Linked DNA regions of Danio rerio: region 2 is linked to region 1. A link is a contact called in public HiCAR-type data. All regions are on one chromosome and are shown on one strand. Each heading gives the region's core, a stretch centred on a gene start, on an enhancer-like site or on the middle of the called end of the contact. The rest is flanking DNA. Distances are from core to core; before and after follow the strand shown. Region 1 overlaps mtus1b (microtubule associated tumor suppressor 1b). Region 2 overlaps mtus1b (microtubule associated tumor suppressor 1b).

What was found. HiCAR-type assays count read pairs that join an accessible place to other places.
Region 2: a contact with region 1 is called in a HiCAR-type map of caudal fin, with 4 times the contacts expected there. The contact joins two enhancer-like sites. A contact is called at or near these places in 4 of 18 Hi-C or Micro-C datasets (caudal fin, embryo and skeletal muscle) and 3 of 4 datasets of contacts at active chromatin or transcription factors (caudal fin, embryo and gastrula embryo).

The regions. Positions count from the first base shown.
Region 1 is chr1:18,082,452-18,088,610 of GRCz12tu, reverse strand. mtus1b (microtubule associated tumor suppressor 1b) reads right to left here. Exons shown (of 16, transcript XM_073949991.1): 3 at 1-383. The coding sequence starts at 225. Among named protein-coding and RNA genes, the nearest start is that of mtus1b, 26 kb to the right of the region's middle. Within about 2 kb of position 2,595, at least 8 of the 62 cell types and tissues checked have an H3K27ac peak or open chromatin away from gene starts, as enhancers often do. A contact at or near this core is called in caudal fin, where this site is marked.
Region 2 is chr1:18,146,581-18,152,866 of GRCz12tu, reverse strand. mtus1b (microtubule associated tumor suppressor 1b) reads right to left here. Exons shown (of 16, transcript XM_073949991.1): 9 at 5,780-5,846; 10 at 390-604. Among named protein-coding and RNA genes, the nearest start is that of pcm1, 15 kb to the left of the region's middle. Within about 2 kb of position 3,361, at least 2 of the 62 cell types and tissues checked have an H3K27ac peak or open chromatin away from gene starts, as enhancers often do. A contact at or near this core is called in caudal fin, where this site is marked.

The DNA.
Region 1 (6,159 bases), core at 1,346-3,845:
CAAGCTGCGCACGGAGTCAGGTGACGTCTCACCTCGGTCATACAGGAGAGAAATCGATGACGAGGACAGGGAGGAAGACTCAGAGTTGAACGCAATGTTATTGTGCTCATTACTGCGTAACAGGAGACACAATTCATGCTGAGGTCTGTTGGGAAGCACAGGAGGTGGAAGCTCAGATATGTTTGTTGGTAGTTCCATGAGGTACGAGGATTGAGATTTAATCATACAGCCCAAACCTCCATAGCTAGATCCAATTTGCTGATGGACTGGAAATACTCCACTTTGTAGAAGAAGGGATTAAGGTGTTTCTCATCATAGAAAGGCTACTTCTTTGATCGTTCAGACGATGGCACCCATGACTTTGCTGACACTCTTTAATGGCTCTGTGAATTAAGAAAAGACAGCACATGTCAATTGTGTTTAATGGGTTTAACTTTTAACCTAATCCTATTGAAGGCTATGGGGTCTGCGTAAATGTTTGGAGAAAATAAATGTAAAAACTTATTAATTTTCCTTCGGATTAGTCGCTTTGTTCATCAGTGCTCGCCACAGCGGAATAAACTGGCAACTTATCCAGCATATGTTTTACACAGCGGATGCCCTTCCAGCTGCAACCCAATACTGGGAAACACCCATACACTCTCACATCCACACACATACACTATGACCAATTTATTTTTTTCAATTCACCTATAGCGCATGTCTTTGGACTGTGTGGAAAAACGAAGCACCCAGAGGAAACAGACACAAACTTGGCTGGGACTCAAACCAGCGACCTTCTTGCTTAAATGTACAATCGAATGACACAATTTAGCTTAAATAATGTCAAATAAGCATATGTTTTATTAAGAATTAATTAATAAACAAATACTACCACAAAAGACGGTCTAAAACAACTAAAATAATCAAAATTGTAATAATAAAATGAAAAATAATAAATAAATTAATTAGATTACATTTAAAAATAAATTAATCAAACATTGATAAAATATTAAATTAACCAAACAAATGAATGACACAATTAGAATCATTTAGTAATTATAATAATTCTAAAATAATGACCATGAAAAAATATTAAATTACATAAAAAAACAATCATTTAAAACACAATAACAAAAATAAATAAATAAAATAAAACAAAATACAAGACAATGTATGACAAACATGTAGTTAAAATAATAAGTAAATGTGCAAATAAACAAGTAACAATTGCACTACAACTACATACTGTAAATATATAGCTGAAGTCAGAATTATTAGCCCTGTCTGAATCTTTTCCCCCCAATTTCTGTTTAACGGAGAGAACATTTTTTCAACCCATTTCTCAACATAATAGTTTTAATAACTCATTTCTAATAACTGATTTACTTTATCTTTGCCATGATGTCAGTACATAATATTTTACTAGATATTGTTCAAGACACTTCTATATAGCTTAAAGTGACATTCAAAGGCTTTTATTATATAACGATGTTTGTTCTGTAGACTATCGAAACAATACATAGCTTAAAGGGGCTAATAATTTAGATTTAAAAATCAAATTTTTTATTTAAAAAAAGTGCTTTTATTCTAGCCGTAATAAAACAAATAAGGCTTTCTTCAGAAGAAAAAATATTATCAGACTTACTGTGATCATTTCCTTGCTCTGGTAAACATAATTTGGGAAATATCAAAAAACAAAAAAAAATTAAATAAAGAGGGCTAATAATTCTGACTTTAACTGTATATGCAATAAGGTAATATCATAAAAGCCAAATATTTTTCAAATAATGTTTCAGCTTCCCTTTTTTTGGAGTTTAAATAGTTCTTAAGTCCAGAATCTCTATAGATGCCCTTGTTGTAGGGAGATGAAAAAACAGAGCACTACTGCTCCCTACTGGCAAGCTCTCATAAAAGTCTTTTTCTATGCAGGGAAAGTCAAGAAAGGTAAGCTTTTATATGCAAGTAATTGTGTTTTTATTATAATAATGTGAAGTTGTTTGTTTAATAAGCGTTGTATTCTATTTTTGCATATTTTTGTCAAGGACTTTTATTTTGGTGCTGTGTCCCCAAAGAAGGAGGATGTGTGTGTGTAGAGTGTGTGTAGAGTGTGATGGACTTGGACTGGAGACTCCTGTCGATTTTCTACCCAGTTTTAGGAGTTTTGCTCAGTAAAATAGTTAGTCATCGGTATATTAAAGTCCATCGTCTTTATTAACATTCCCCTACTGGCAGCCAAAACTCCACGCCTTGCAATAACATTCATTGCAGTAATTCATTAAATGTCCTCCTGTATCTCTCTTGTTTTGTTAATGAAAATGGTTAGGCTGCTTTGATAAAGGAAACACTTGTTTATACCAGCCTGCATGGACATGTCACCTTGTATTTTATTTATTTTAAAGTTTAGACACCCATGATCATCTTGCGCCTGCGTTAAATCTGCATTATGTCAGTCACACTTTGCAACTAAATGTGGGTGATAATATAGGCCAGACAAAAGCTAATTAAAGAAGAAGGCTTTTATTTTGATATTCAGGCCATTTTGTGGCACATGCAAGGCAATAGTGAATGTTACTGCCACAATGGTGTCCTTGTGTTTCCAGACAAATGCTAAACGGTCCAATCCAAGAGTCCAATTGTTCTGCTCACAAAAACCATTTAATGAATACACCAGAGGTCATCTTTTAACACAAAGAACAGGCTGATTTCAAGCCGGAGGAGGAGTGGGAGGTAAAATGCGTCTATGCTAGTTGGTGGATTGCCTCATGACATGGCAAAAATATAAGCATTATTTAGCAGTATTTAATTAAACTGCTAATATCAACAATGCTTCAAAAACAAAACATCAAATCATTTTCAAAGCTAATTTCATGTTTCTTAATTGCTATTAAATATAATAGACTTGCTGAATATTAGCCTAACTCATTTCTAATAACTGATTTCTTTTGTCTTTGCCATGATGACAGTACACAGTATTTGGGTATTTTTCAAGATAATACTATTAGTATAATAAGTCCAATTTAAAGCCAATTTGTTTACGTCAACTAGGCAAGTTATGGTAATTAGGCAAATGACTGTATAACTTGAATACAATTTACATTTAAAAAACAGTTCTTAAGTCAGAAAACATGCTTTAAACTACTAATATTTTACAATAATTCTTCATTCTGATCAACCTAAATAAGGCTTTTTGAATTTGAACATTTTTTATTTCAATCTGTTCACAATGTAAAATCAAAGTATCTTCTTCATTTTGCAAACATGGAAACGATGCATTCAGATGACTTTTAAATATAAGCTACAAAACCCTTTCATTAACAATAATGAGGCAAAACTTTCAAGCACAAAGAGAATCTTTTTTTAGCAATCTGTTATACAGACTGCTGTATAGTATGGAATCTTTGAATATACAGTTCTTCGAGCTCGATTGGCAACATATTTGTTCACAAATTTGTTAGCCAAACAACTGAGAGAATATTTCAAAAAGCAAATGCCAAGAACATGATGTCTTTATTAGGTAAAATTCTGTCTGATCCCGCTCATGTTTCATTTAGGGAGTTTCACCTTCTGCCTTCAAACAGAAGACTAACAGTCCCACATGCTCCAGTGAACGGATCACAGAAATATTTTGTTTATTAGATTATATAATCAAATGTGGGGGTAAGCTTTGTGTGTTCTATAAATGTGGAAATGTAAACTTTGAACCTGTATTGCAGATCATTGTGTATTTTGTTATTATAGTTTAAAGGTAATTGTTAGTTTGGTGTGTACTGAATGTGGAATACAAAACAGTGGAAGCTTTTTTCTGTGAATTGTTGCATGAATTATGGGAATAACTTCCATTACACTGTAACAGTGAACAGTTAAAAAATCTGACATCCAATGTCAAAAGGCAGCATGTTGAAGCTTAAAAATAACTTACAGCAGACCATTAATTACCATAAATATGATCAATATATTATCAATATTACAGACATGTTGAAGATGCTGGGTTCCACATAATTGATTTGTGTTGGGACAACATGACTGTATTAAGTTAACTTGTTAGTTTTTACAAATGTAAGTGAATTGAACATAAAACAATTAAGTTGTTCCAAAAAACTTAAGAATTGTGTTGTTTCAGCTCATATTAAATAAGTAGTTTGAACAAACAAACATTTTTTTTAGAGTGTGAGGAATACAAAGAGAAGATAATCTTAGGGTGTCTACAGATGTTTAATAGTTTTTATTACCAATTCACATGAAAATGTATTGCTAGCAAACACAATTAATTCTACATATGGTTTATGAGGACTCTCCAAAGGCTCTAAAAACTGCTTATACCCTACCGTAACACAACTCTTACAAGAAACTAGTGGTATATTATTTAAATGTCAAAGTATGATTTTTAACCATATGGAATTATGAGGACACAAATCATGTCCTCATAAACCACCTTAAAGGGATAGTTTATATGAAATTTTACTCAGTATTTACACTACCTCAATTGGTTCCAGATTGTCATGAGTTGCTTTCTTCTGTTGAACACTAACTAACTATTGACTTCCATAGTAGGAAAAACAGACACTATGGAAGTTAATAGTTATCCAATATTTTTCCAAATATCTTCTTTTGTGTTAAGCAGAATAAAAAAACTCATAAAGGTTTGAAACAAGTAAAGGGTGAGTAAATTATGACAGTTAACATTTTAAGGTGAACTATCCCTTTAATAGAGTACAACTAGGTCATATCCATGTCATTATACAATTTTAGATAGATAGATAGATAGATAGATAGATAGATAGATAGATAGATAGATAGATAGATAGATAGATAGATAGATAGATAGATAGATAGATAGATAGATAGATAGATAGATAGATAGATAGATAGATAGATAGATAGATAGATAGATAGATAGATAGATAGATAGATAGATAGATAGATAGATAGATAGATAGATAGATAGATAGATAGATAGATAGATAGATAGATAGATAGATAGATAGATAGATAGATAGATAGATAGATAGATAGATAGATAGATAGATAGATAGATAGATAGATAGATAGATAGATAGATATATAGAGGCAGGCAGGCAGACTGACTGACTGACCGACTGACTGACTGATTGATTGATTGATTGATTTTTTACATGCCCTGCCAAAATGTTCTCTGGTCCCCAACCAAAATAATTCTTGTCACATATACTGTTAAAAAGCCAAATATATGTTAAATAACACACCTTTTTTTAAACAAACAGTGTCTATATATTTTGAAATGACAAACACTAACAGCACAACAGTCTATCCAGGTTGAAGTTCCCAGATCATCAGTTAACTATCCAGGTATAGTACGTATTTGCCATTTCGAAGGAACAAGACAAGCTACTTTTCATGTCTGTATGTGCAAGATATACTTGCATATTTACCATACAGATAGACTAGTAACCTTCACTCGTTCTCTGTATCAGAGAGATTTTAATTCATAGAAATTTAATTCCATTAAAAGTAGTTGTGTGCGTAAAAGGTGGATTCTTTTTTAAATAAATTCCAACTGTAAAAGTAAAAAAATACACATTTAACACATTTAATAAAACACACTTTTTATAAACCAAAGCCAGCAGCACTGTATATCACTGTACATTCCCACTGTATGTATCAGTGCTATATTATGTAACAATGTGTTGCCTTCTATACGGTGATCAACAGTGAGATACGGATGATGAATTACATGACCCTGCATCTCTAAGCATGTGTAACATGGGTTGTCGAAGGCCACTTTAATCTTCTGACATTGATAATTACACTTGATCTAACATCTCTGTGTTCCCAGATTATCAGAGCAATGAGAGCCTGACTGGGAAAGTGAGAAAGTCTTAATGCAGTAATGATTCTTGCTGTGTTACGTCAGTTCTTACATCCGGGCAGGGTGATTGAGATTAAAGAAAATCTTAGATTGGATTGGGTTAACAAAGGTGGGGAAATGTCACATTTCTCGGACATGGTTTCCTTACACCAGACAGATTTGCATAGTCTTCTACACATTTTCAGGCACACGCACACAAAGTGTTGGATAACAAAAAAAAAAAAAAAAAAAAAAAAGGAGAACAAGTCCTGCGGTGCTGCACTGCATGCCTGTCAACTGAAATAACTTGGAGCGGACATCACACTGGGACAGAAGAATCCTGAATCTCAAAG
Region 2 (6,286 bases), core at 2,112-4,611, 63 kb before region 1:
TGCTGACTCTAATTGCAATATGTTTTATTGCCAAAAGGAAATGCTAACCTGACTAGAAATAGAAAACCTTGGCAAACAAAGCTCTATTTACAGTTTTTTTGGCCAACAAAAGTGTTCTTGGAGCTTCATATGACTACAGATGAACCACTGAAGTCACACGAAAATGTTCTGGGTTCATTTTATAGGCTGTTGTTGTCTATGGAGGATGAGAAAGCTCTCGGATTTTATGTAAAATATCTTAATGTGTGTTCCGAAGATGAGAGTCTCAGGCGATTGAAATTATATGAAGTTGAATAATTAATACCAGCATTTTTATTTTTGGGTGAACTAATGCTTTTAAGATGTTGTGACTGTTAAGTAATCAGAAGTAAGCACAGGTCAGATCTTACCTGCTGCTGCATGAGCACCCTGCATTTATCCGCCTCTCTCTGATAGGCCTCGTGGGTTTTGTCCCATTCTGCAGAGTAGAAGTCCTTCAGTCTCTCCTCCAGTTGCTGCAGTTCAGACTGATGCTGCTCCTGAAGTTTCTGAAACAGAGCCTCCAAAGTCACACGGACCTCCTCCTTCTCTTTCTCCAACTGCTCGCAACATGAGACAGAGTTACCTGGGGAATCAAGGAGACATGAGGATGTTAGGAAGATCTGATTCCTGATTTTGTCTTCGGAAATCTTAAAGGAACACTCTACAGTACTTCTTTTGGAAATAGGCTCATTTTTAAGTCATTTACAGTTAAACAATTTACCATTTTTAAAACCATTTAGCCAATATGGTTCTGGAGGGAACACTTTTAGCTTAGCATAAATAATTGAATCGGATTAGACCATTAGCATCTCACTCATATTTAACCCTTTCAGGCTCAAATAAACTTTTAGAAACAGGCAAAATCTATGCTTTTAACTGTTGCAAATCAGCAACGCCTGCATTGAGAGGGTTAAAAAAAAGGTTTTTATAATTCTCCTATTTGACAATTGACTTCTGTAGTTGCAAAGTGAACAAAAACTGACAGAAAAATGCCATATCAGCATAAAAAACAGCAACGTTTCATTTTCTGTTGGTCTTAGTACACAACGTAACTACAGAAGAGGAAATTTTTATATAGGAAAATTATAAAAATTTTTTTTGAGTGAGACGCTAATGGTCTAATCCGATTCAATGACTTATGCCAAGCTAAAATATGCTAAAAGTGCTGCCACCAAACCCAGATCAGCAGAATGGTTTCAAAAATAGTAACAAATTATCAAAACTCTTTGTTTTGAGTTGAGCAAGATATTACTGGTCCAATTCAATGATGTGTGCTAAGCTTAGCTAAAAGCTCATTTAGTGGAGTTGTAAATTGAGCCTTCCATTAAACTGAGTGTTCCTTTAAGAGTAATATGGAGCTAAGTACTAGTAGTGTATTTCCAACATACATTGGCTACTGGACATAAAAGCTGGTATAAAATCTGTTGTAGTATTTCAGAACAATGTAAAATTACCTTGCATCTTGAAAAATTTTTTGTTGAGACTACCTTCGCACAAACATTTTGATGAGACTCTTCCTACTAACAAATTTTGTAACACTACATCAATCTATTAAGAGTACACAGTGTAATGCATGAGCATACTCCTTATGGGAAGAAACCCATTTTAGAAAGAGTAACAGAGAGCAATTTTGTTATGACACCGCATAATGTAATGAATTAAATGTTGAATTGAGTCTAGGAAGCGTCTCACTATTTATAGATCCAGTAGAACCTGCCACAAAATTTTGAATGCATCAGTGGAAGTAATCACTAAAGATTAAAATAAAAATAATAATAGATATAGAATGTAAATTTAAACACCATGCACATATATACCAATGTTGTCATTTTCAGTTATTAAAATAAAGTAGAAATCAAATATTGTATGAAAAACAACTCAAATACTCTAGGGGAGACATTTTCATAAAACAAAATAAAATAAAAATAAAATAAACAGACAAAATTTTTAGCCCTCCAGTGAAATGTTTAATTCGTTTCCAAAATCATTTAAAAAAAAGCAAGGATAAAAAACAGATTTTTTTTTTTGATTTCCTAAAATATATTTGTTATATTTTTAATACATTTAGCTTTATTTGTTTATTTTAGTGTGTCTGGAAGATGATGCAATTTTTTTTATTTAATGCCAAGTGAGCAACCAAGGCTACTTTCATGGCAGGAACATTTCAATAATAAATATACAATTAAAAAAATCAACAAACAGAGTTTTAGTGTTAATACATGATAAAAACTCTAAAATCTTTTCTGGTGTCACTTTGCTAAAAATGTCCTTAAAAGAGTTAATTTCATTTAAAAAAGTCTTCTGCACAAGCAGGACAGTCCAGTAAAATGTGTTTTATAGTAAGGGGAATTGTGCAGTACATACACTAAATAGGGTTTTCACCTTGGAGCAAAAAAACATGGGTTATTCTTGTATGTCCAAAACAACATCAGGTAAAAACCACTTAATCAAGTCTAGTCTTAAAATGTCTTAAAATTCTGTGTGAGATTTCAGGTTGGATAATTTATTATTTTATAAATATATATAATTTATAATTTATTATTTTAATAATTAATAATAATAATAATAATAAAAAAATAAATATTTTATACTTAAAAATGTCATAAATGCTAGGGTCATTATTAATAGCCCCCTCTAAGAATGTTTTTGAATGACTACAGAAAAAAATTTGCAATATCTTGAATAATAAACAAAATCTACATTAACTATTAATAAACAACATGCAAGAATCTCACATAAAATCTAGAATATACTTTATTTCCTAAACAGCCTTTAAAATCCAGATTTGATTCTAGAATAAACTGAGGTAAGTTTCTATTCCACTGGACTGAATCAACAGAAATCAACCTCAACAGAGACGTGCACAGGCTGAAGACTGCTGCGACGTCCTCCCTCAAATTTTCCATGCTTATTCAAGTCTGGCACGTATGTGTGAGCAGCACATGTTTTTGAAGCCTCAGGATAACCATTTCTTTCTTTTAATTCTGTGAGGTAAACTTTAGGAGCACCGTGTCATTTGGCCAACTGCACCTTTAAACCCACACACAGAATCCACTGTGAGTGAAAGATTCCTCATTCGCCACACACAACCTTCACACTTGTCTCGAAGCCAAAGGCCACGACAGTAAGGTCAGACTAATTAAACACAACAAGCAGCACATCCTTAACATTCTGCAGCATTAGAAATGTGTGTCTGGGCTTGCCAAAAATGTGTGTGTGTATGTGTATTCAAGGTACAAACTCATTGGGGTGTCATCGTATTTTGTTACAAACACATAAAAACAAACGCACTGACTCAAAACACAGCGAAAAGCCGCCAAATGTCTACAGGGCGCAATAAAACAGGTGTGATTGCTGGGTGGTTGATCCTATCAGTTTCCCAACTCCCAAACATGGAGTTGTACAGTTCCATCAATACGATGCTCATCAGAACAGAGCATTCAACAGGATAAAACATGAAACAGCCCAACTCTGGAATGTACAAAATAACATAAATGAAGAACAAATATGTGACTAGCAAATCAAGGCAAGGCTTGTACACCTCACACATATGCTAAATTGGGTTAATAATAACTTAGGAAAAGATATCCAGTTAAAGTCAGTTATTTTTTTTCTCCATTTTCAGTTCAACAGAAAAAAATATTTTTTCAACACATTTATAAACATAATATTTTGAATATCTCATTTTTAATAACTGATTTATTTTATCTTTGCCATAATGACAATAAGTATTATTTTACTAGATATTTTTCAACACTTCTATACAGCTTAAAGTGACAATTAAAGGATTAACCAGGTTAATTAGGTTAACAAAGCAGGTTACGGTAATTATGCAAGTTATTATATAAATATGGTTTGTTCTGTAGACTATCGAAAAAAAAAATTTGCTTAAAGGGGCGAATAATTTTGACCATAAAATGTTCTTTAAAAATAAATAAAAATAAGTAAAAATAAATTTTACTCTAGCTAAAATAAAACAAATAAGACTTTCTCCAGAAGAAATATATTATCAGATATACTGTAAAAATGTCCTCGCTCTGTTAAACATAATTTGGGAAATATTTAAAAAAAAGGGAAAAAAAAATTGGTAATAAATAATTCTGACTGTACATAGATAAGGAGAGATTTAAAATATTATTTTTAAATATTTTTTTTTAAAGATAATAATAATTAAACTATATTTTATATGTGTATTTTGTGCTTGGTACCTCAATTGGCTTAGGCCTTTTACAGGAAAGAAAAGAATAAAAATGTCAAATAAAGTGGGGGCAAATCTCCGTCTTCATACATCATTCATTGTTTTGCTCAAAATCAATGATTCATTTAGAAATGAAGCAGGTGGCTGCGTCCAAAACACACTCTCCCTCACTCACCCATACACTCATTCACACACATACACTATGAACAATTAAGCTTACCCAATTTACCTACAGCACGTCTTTGGACTTGTGAGGGAAACCAGAGCAACAGACGCCAAACAGAAACACCAACTGACCCAGCCGAGGCTCGAACCAGCGACCTTCTTTCTGTGAGTCAACAGCGCTACCCACGGCACCACCACGCCAACCACATCTGCACTAGTATTTGCATAAATCAATCTGATTGGATGACGTCTCCACGATGACGTATTTTAACTTCTGCAGTCAGCAATGGTGGCAATGCAACTCTGCAATGCTTAATGTCACTGTATTCAAAGTCAATGGGAGGCATTAACAAAGTCACCCCAAGTGTATAGGACGTTATGAGTTCTGTGATATCAGACATGCCTCTTTTGCCACACACATTTTTAATAAATTTTTAAAAATTTTTTTTTTTATAGGTATATAGTATGAAATATGCGATTTTAGGCCAAATCATTAGCCGATTAGCCAATTCAATATCTAAATCAAAACAAAACAATTGTTTTGCTCTGAAACAAACAAACGCTCTGGGGTCTGATTTATAAAATTTGCTTTGATTAAAGTGTAAAAAAATTAATTAATCAAATTAGCTTTGATTTAGCAACTTTTCTAAAAGTGAAACTAGAATAAATTAGATTTTTAAAAAATGATTATGGGTCATTTTCAGATTTAAAGTGATCTAATTAAGTTAATATTTAAGTTAAATATGTTTACGTAATGTTTACCTACAGCTGCGCACACTCTCCCATCAAAATTTGTTTTTTTTAAAGATCCCAACTTTTGTGTGGAAAGTGGCTTTATATTTGATATTTATAAATGAGACCTCCTGCTCTGGCTTTGGATATGTTATACAATATAAAAATCATGTATATGAATATATATCTTTTTAATAGGTTTCGACATATAGTAATTGCTCCTAGAGATTTTAGTTTTGTTTTTTCACATATTCAATAATAATTTTTGATTCTGCCACAATACTAAGATGTTGCAGTGCAGTTGTTAAATTGTTTTGATGGTATTAAAATGTAGTCCCTAAGGTGCCACTAGTTTTTCATGACATTCCGGATTCTAAATATTGCTTGGTTAAATTATCTGTGGAAAAAAAAAAACTGCAATCCTAAGTAGGTGTGACCCCGAAACTAAACACTCACTCAGCCCTATTTTATCAGGACTGTGCCCTTGAGCAAGACAGTTCTCCCAAGGTTTCTCACAGATTAGTGTTCTTCCAGTCACTTTGAACAAAAGCACCTGCTAAATGACAGCTATCCGAGCAAGATGAAAGCCTTATGCTCTGTGAGTCTAAGGAACGGACACAAGAACCGAGTCTCTGTGTAATTGACTGGACATGTGTTACTTACTCAGTTGCTCTCGCAGGTTGTTGATTTGGACAGAAAGTTCTTCCCTCTGTTTGATTGCCGACTCGCGCTGTAACAAAAGACAGAAGAAACAAAACCATCAACAGTCATCCAGGGCAATCACATACAAGGACAGATGAAGATTACATGTTTAACAAAGGTTTTGTCTAGAATAATTAGACTTATGTAAATAGAATCAAAAATTCAAAATAAAAGTAATAACTAAATTTGATTTGAAATGATAAATATTCTAGTTAAAATGGAGTAAACAGCTTAATTTTTGTTACACAAATTGAAAAATAGACACAAATAATACACCTCTTTAACTACACTGAAGTCATATTTATTGGATATATAAACATAATGAAGTTAAAGCCTATGCGATAGCATCATTGTGAGGTTTTCTGTAAACATAACCTTTTTAGTTTTAATTAAATTTAATTATCCTAAATTGGCTTTTAAATGTTTAAATATTCATGCTCCAATGCTGTTTTTAGTCACACTTTATTC